Regions from separate parts of the Zea mays genome. Here region 2 is linked to region 1. The links are chromatin contacts, called in public Hi-C maps. All regions are on one chromosome and are shown on one strand. Each heading gives the region's core, a stretch centred on a gene start, on an enhancer-like site or on the middle of the called end of the contact. The rest is flanking DNA. Distances are from core to core; before and after follow the strand shown. Region 1 overlaps LOC103643302 (Cyclopropane-fatty-acyl-phospholipid synthase). Region 2 overlaps LOC100193016.

What was found. Hi-C and Micro-C count contacts between places; a contact is called where the count stands out from the background.
Region 2: a contact with region 1 is called in a Hi-C map of ear, with 5 times the contacts expected there. The contact joins two enhancer-like sites. A contact is called at or near these places in 3 of 25 Hi-C or Micro-C datasets (ear, leaf and tassel).

The regions. Positions count from the first base shown.
Region 1 is chr1:221,047,368-221,050,804 of Zm-B73-REFERENCE-NAM-5.0, reverse strand. It overlaps LOC103643302 (Cyclopropane-fatty-acyl-phospholipid synthase), which reads right to left. Exons shown (of 25, transcript XM_008666455.4): 19 at 3,410-3,437; 20 at 3,210-3,303; 21 at 2,981-3,117; 22 at 2,811-2,891; 23 at 2,609-2,714; 24 at 1,673-2,503; 25 at 1-1,415. The coding sequence ends at 2,447. Among protein-coding and RNA genes, the nearest start is that of LOC103643302, 11 kb to the right of the region's middle. Within about 2 kb of position 1,559, at least 10 of the 20 cell types and tissues checked have an H3K27ac peak or open chromatin away from gene starts, as enhancers often do. A contact at or near this core is called in ear and tassel, where this site is marked.
Region 2 is chr1:221,321,705-221,325,141 of Zm-B73-REFERENCE-NAM-5.0, reverse strand. LOC100193016 reads left to right here. Exons shown (of 5, transcript NM_001138184.2): 5 at 1,371-1,748. Among protein-coding and RNA genes, the nearest start is that of LOC100193016, 12 kb to the left of the region's middle. Within about 2 kb of position 1,526, at least 16 of the 20 cell types and tissues checked have an H3K27ac peak or open chromatin away from gene starts, as enhancers often do. A contact at or near this core is called in ear and tassel, where this site is marked.

The DNA.
Region 1 (3,437 bases), core at 310-2,809:
AGGTTGCACAGGCACATGACCAGTAACCACCATATTTTCCCAATATAGAAGTAGCCAACACACTAAAGCCACAAAACACTGATGAAGTTAGCATATGACATAGGGGTAATTGATCACCTTAGAACAGGCAGGGACAGCTAGTAATCAGTGCCAGGACGCATAGTAACACCTTCTATTTAGCTCCTAGGGAACATCCATGTCGCAAGAAACATCTCGTGCTTCCAGACCATCTGCAGAGGACGAGAGACCTCGTCATTCCTCATGTCGTAGACATTGACACTAGTGTTCTCCTCATCAAAGGCATACTCCTCAGCATTCTCCATCACATCATCTAAGAAGAAGATCTGATCATTAGACATCCCATACTGAGATGCCGACACAGCCCTAGAGCACGGTCGTCCAAGGAAAAGCATCTGGTCATCCCCAAGAGTTGTCACATCCACCCACTGCGAGTGCTCCAAGTCAGCCTCCAGCACCTCAAACTCACAAATCCGTCCAGCAACAACTGTGTCGTCTACCATTCTGCAGCATACCTTCCTGCGTACCATCAGCAATGCACCGCATGACTCGACTAGGTACAGCTTCTTTCTGCCAGTAGTGTCATCTGGCATCCAAGCATCAAACAAATGGTCGGGATCACCCTTGATGACCTGTCCAATTCGACAGACATGTGGGTCGCCAGTGCTTTGGTCTTGGCTGATGTCGACCACGAGGAGGTTTTCATCATCAGCAAGGGCGTAGAGCTTGCCCTGATAGAAAGCCATGTCTTCAAATGCAGCACACGGATCATATGCGCAAACAGACCATGAGGAAGCGCCTGGCTGGCACATCAGAATCTGACTTATGTGTCCTGTGCCAACAAATGCAGCGACGAGGTTTGGAGAGCACATGATCAGCTTGTTTAATGTATTGTGGGCACATGCTTGGAGTCTCTGATATCCAGCCACGTGACATAATGTCTGCCATTGGGTGTAGCACGCTCCTGATACTTGACGTAATTATCAGCTGCATTTGGTGGACGGAGCCGGACGGAAGACAGAGCAGGGAGCGTCACGGTGGCCCCAGCGAAAGGGTCGACCAAGAAGCAGCCTTCGTCGCGCGGGAAGACGAGCCAGCTGCCAAAGGCGGCGCCCTTGTACCCGACGCAACCGGAGCCAGGGAAGCGGCAGGGCTTGCTGTAGGGGAGGCTGTAGAAGATGCCGTTCGGGAGCGCGAGCAGTGGCAGCGCCGGGGGCAAGGAAGGGGCGAGCAGCCGCGCGGCGGCGCGCCACTGCGGGCACACGGCAGCGAAGCGGGCGCGATCCGCATAGGCCGGAAGGAGGCAGAGCACCATGCCGGCCAGGTCCCGCGGGATCTCCGACCACGACGCCGGCTGCCCGTCGGCGGGCGGCGTGACCTCGGCCATCCGAGTCGATCTGGCAGAGAGGAGCCAACCAAGACGCAAAATTAGAATGCAGCTAATGCTCCATCATCACGGTAAGAGAACGTGTCAGGATCCTGAGGAAACCAGAAGCGGCACATGACACGCTCACGGACAGTGCGCGCATAGGAAATACGTCGAACACATCGCGTGCACCTCCGTTGCGCACGACGGCAGCTCGAATGGTGAGGCGATGGGGGCGTGTGGGGACTGGGGAGCGAGGAGGAGGGAGAACCGAGGTAGCCAACCTACCAGAGGACGACGCGGCGGGAGGTTGATGCGGCGGCGATAGCGCAGCGGGAGAGCGCGGGGGAGGTGCTGCCGGCAGCCTCTGCTGCTGCTCGGGTGGGAGTGTGGAGCCAGGAGTGGGGACCGCTGGGGAACTGCTGGAGATAAAGGATAAATGCACGCTGGTGCTACAAAGGGCTCAGTAGTGTGCCCAACAGAGCACCCGGTTTGGATGAAATTCGAAATTCCTTCAAATTCAATCAAGCTTTCAATAATTTGACGGGTTTTACCGGCCCACTATGGAAATTTTGAATGGAAACTGTAGGCCGAACACTGCACATGATAGCACTGTTATTCAACAAATAGCCAACAAAAGGTATAAACCCTGAAGGCCTGAACTGACATGTGAAGGTTACACCACACACAGACACCTTCCTCGGTTGAATGTGCACTCAATACGTATGCACAAACATGTTCTAGTTAACTTCTACCTTTTGAGACTTTCGTACCCACACAAAAAAAATAAAAAGAAAATCACAAAGGATTCAAATGATGAAACTTAACCTTAAACTTCTTTATCACATTCAATACAAAAAGGATCATAGGAAACCTTTGCCCCGCCAAGAAAAACTCTCGGAAGTTGACAACCTAATCATCATGCGGCTTTGACACTTGTCTCACCCTCGAGTCATCTCTAGCAAACCATTTTTATTTGGCGAATGTTGGACTTCCTAACTAACAAAGAAAATACAATGTTCTGTCTCACATATAAAACATAAACACGACGTCCTCCTCCATTTACGCAATGGCGACATAGCTCGGCAACTTCGCATCGCCTGCGCGAGCAAACACTATCTGCATATGCATGCATGTTGTACATACAGCACGACACTCGATTAAAAGGTGATTTGAACATAGTATTAATTGTTAGCTATATATATAGCAAACACATATACATACCTGGTAATCTAAACCCATGTGTGATTTGAACATAGCTGCACAGTAGTTTAAATAGTACTCCCAAGTACGGATGAATTTTTCATCAAATCCTAGGGCCAAAACTTTTCTGCAGGAGTAAAAAAATATTACTGATTGAATGACGTAAATAAATCACTAGCTTGTAGCCGAGGTTGAGCTATATTTTAGGGCCAGTAGTACTTACTCTTCATTAGCCTCAAAGTTCTCCCTCCAGTGAATCAGAGTGGGGTAATAGTGGTACCCAATATTCTCAACGTGTTGTATGCTGCAGTGCAGAGGAATCGAGTACTCAATGAATAACTGATAAATCATGGCGGAGGCCTAGCTTATTAGTTAAATGACATGTGTACATACCACAGCCTTGATGCGTTAGACATGGCAGATGCAATCCGAGCTAAAGAAGGTATGCAGCCACCTGGGAAGATATATTCCTTCAGGAAGTCAGGCTTCGTCCTCATTTTGTCGTACAGTTCCTCTGGGACCGCGATGGACTATATAGATATATATATGTGATATAAATTTAACTTTGAGATAAATATAACAGTTAGTTGAAGATAAATATATATTGGTCATGATGATGGACCTGGAGGACAAGTAGGCCGTGTTCGGCCAAATGATACTCGCAGGAGGCAAAGAAATCTTCGTAGAACTCATGGCCAACGTGTTCAAGCATCCCACTAAAAATGAGCAATTAAGCAGAAAAATTGTTATCAGACACACAGACCCCGGCCAGCATGCAGACGATGATCTATATATGATCACATGAGCGGCGGTACTACTCACCAACTTATAATCCTATCAAACTTCTGGC
Region 2 (3,437 bases), core at 277-2,776, 270 kb before region 1:
CCACGTGCAGTCGTGTTGCCGCCGCTGATCGGCGGTCAGACTCCACCTTTGCCGCGGGTAGATCACGGAGCTGGAGGATAGCAGATCGGGCCTGCTCTAGATCTGCCCTGGCACGAGCAAGCTCCTCACGCCAGGTGTGGAGATCGTCCGCAACAGAAATCATGGTAAAGGATCCCTGACTCATGATACCAGATGTTATGAATCCTTGGTTTATAACGGGATAAACAATGCTGTGAAGATAGCCGGACGGAGTCGGCATGGGGGGACTAGACTATTAGAGAGATTTGGGACTAATTCTTCTTGATGGATTCCCCCTTAAGGAGGTACAACTCATCCTTATATAGATAGAAAGACTTGACCCTCCAAGTAACTAACTCAATCTTATCTAATGTAATCTCAAGTAACTAACTTAATCTTATCTAATCTAATCCCAAGTAACTAACTCAATATTATCAAATCTAATCCCAAGTAACTAACTCAATCTTATCAAATCTAATCCCAAGTAACTAACTCAATCTTATCTAATCTAATCTTTATCCACTATTCCTAACCTTGAGCCTATCCCTATAGCCTCCATGCCCTGGGCTGCTGACCCATGACGCTCCCCATGAATATTGATGTATTCAGACACTAATCAACAATTTCACCCCATGATTTGCACCAAAACCTTCACTATGTTTATTTCTGAGCCTTCATGGACTGGAACTTCATGCTATTTTTAGAAGATTATATATCTAGGCTGATGTTGCTTGTACCTCATGAATATAAACACTATTCAACTTAACTCCATAATTTGGACCTAAACTTTATGTATGGTTGGTGTAGGTGTGCCTGATTATTGGGCTGATACTAGAGCAACTTCGATTATTTTTCCTTTAAGCTATAGTGTCCATAAAAGAAAAAAAATGCAGTGAATCGATAATTTGCTGTCAGGCACCAACCAGCCTATATAACTAGATTAACACAGCAATATAATTATATTTTGTTTACTATAATTTTAGGGAACGTATCGGGTGCAAACCAACCCCTCCGTGCAACCGTGCAAACTTCTAATCTAGGCCACATGATGTTGATCCAAGGGACACAGAGGCGTGGATAATTTTACACTTAACCACCCACTGCTAATCACACTTTTTCAAATCTCCCCTCCCACCCCCGCACGCCACCTTGGATCAACATCATGTGGTTCAGATTAAAAGTTTGCACGATTGCACGGAGAGGTTGGTTTGCACCAGATACGATCCCATAATTTTATTAGGCACTGGCGCAAGGGACATATTATTAGTTGAACCACAAAGAAAATACGTGGCTTTCTATCACCGTTCTGCTGATGTATGTGTTGTTCCCTTGTGGCCGCTTGCCAATTGCAGGATGAATCAATAAGGCAGACGAGGTGAAAACTGAGTGCCAACATCCAGGGGAGATGTGCTGCTTCTGTGGCGAATCAGCCCTTGCACTGGCGAGAGCAGAGGTGTACAGTGCACTAGAAACCAGTGTTTGCTGTGGTTTGTTCGATGTAACTAGCCAGTGTGGCATGTCATGCAGTTGTTGGTAGATCAGTCATTGTGTTGACTTGGTCAGCTTAACTCAATACCCCCTTCGTTGATTACTTTGTTGCTATGGCGGTGCGGCATGATCGATTACTGTTCTATTAACATATGACTTTTATATGTTGATATAATTAAATTATTTTGATACTATAGAAGCATATACGATCCGATTTTAACAATCTTGTGATTGCGACACAGCAGCAGATTGGACTAGTGGCCCCTGGGCCCATGGAGTTGCGCGGGCCATCCGAGCCCGGCACTTCCCTGACTGTCCGCAGCCTAGTCTCGTTCCGCTGCCTGCCCCGCCCGAAGGCCGAAGCCACGTTGAATGCATATTTCCGTAAAGCGGCCTCCTTCGCGGAGCCGTGCTTTGGCGCGCATGAGTCACAGACACTAGCGAGTGGGTCTCACTTGCCAGCTGTCTTTCTCGTCTGAAGCAAACTCGTCTTTGAGTTCGACGTTGATCCGGCGACCGAGCGAGCTCCACGCTGCCTAGACTCGTCCCCCTTGCACCTATATCAGCCATCGCGAACCCCCCTCGATCCATCAAAGCTTAGAAGCCACTGCTGCCGAGATCGTGTGCCCCGAGATCGTGTGCCGGCGTTCCCGTGAACTCGACAAACTAGGCTCTTCAGTTTTCTGCTATCGGATTAGATACGTGTCGGGGACCATAATTAGGGGTACCCTCAAAACTCCTAAATCTCAGCTGGTAACTCCCATCAGCACAAAGCTGCAAAGGCCTAATGAGTGCGATTAAGTCAAGGATCGGTCCATTCGAGGGACGCGATCATGCCTCGTCCGAGCCCAGCCTCGGGCAAGGGCAGCCGACCCCGGAGGATCTACGTCTCGCCTGAGGACCCCCTCCAGCAACGGACACACCTTCGGCTCGCCCGAGGCCCAGTCTTCACCAAGAAGCAACCTTGGCCAAATCGCCACGCCAACCGACCAAATCGCAGGGGCATTTAATGCAAAGGTGGCCTGACACCTTTATCCTGACGCACGCCCTCCAGTCGACAGAGCCGAAGTGACCGCAGTCACTTCGCCGCTCCACTGACCGGTCTCACAAGAGGACAGCGCCGCCTGCGCCGCTCCGACTGCTGAGCCACTCGACAGAGTGAGGCTGACAGCAGCCAAGTCCGGCCCTAGGCGCCATGGGAAACTCCGCTTCGCCCGACCCCAGGGCTCGGACTCGGGCTCAGCCCCGGAAGACGACGAACTCCGCTTCGCCCGACCCCAGGGCTCGGACTCGGGCTCAGCCCCGGAAGACGACGAACTCCGCTTCGCCCGACCCCAGGGCTCGGACTCGGGCTCAGCCCCGGAAGACGACGAACTCCGCTTCGCCCGACCCCAGGGCTCGGACTCGAGCTCAGCCCCGGAAGACGACGAACTCCGCTCCGCCCGACCCCAGGGCTCGGACTCAGCCCTGGCCTCAGCCGACGGTCTCCGCCTTGTCCGACCCGGGGGCTCGGACTCGACCTCGACCTTGGAAGACAGACTCGACCTCGACCTCGGAGGAGCTTCCACCTCGCCCAACCTAGGGCACGGACCGACCACGTCGACAGGAGGCGCCATCATTACCCTACCCCGAGCTGACTCAGGCTACGGGGAACAAGACCGGCGTCCCATCTGGCTCGCTCCACTATACGAGTAATGATGGCGCCCCGCATGCCCTGTGATGACGGCGGCTCTCAGCCCCCTTACGGAAGCAAGAGGACGTCAGCAAGGACTCGACAGCCCCGACAGCTGTCCTTCCGCCAGGCTCCAGCGCTCCTCCGACGGCCACGACATCACACGAACTGGGTGCCAAAACCTCTCCGACTGCCACGATGGCATGTACTTAGGGCGCTAGCTCTCCTCCGCTAGACACGTTAGCACACTGCTACACCC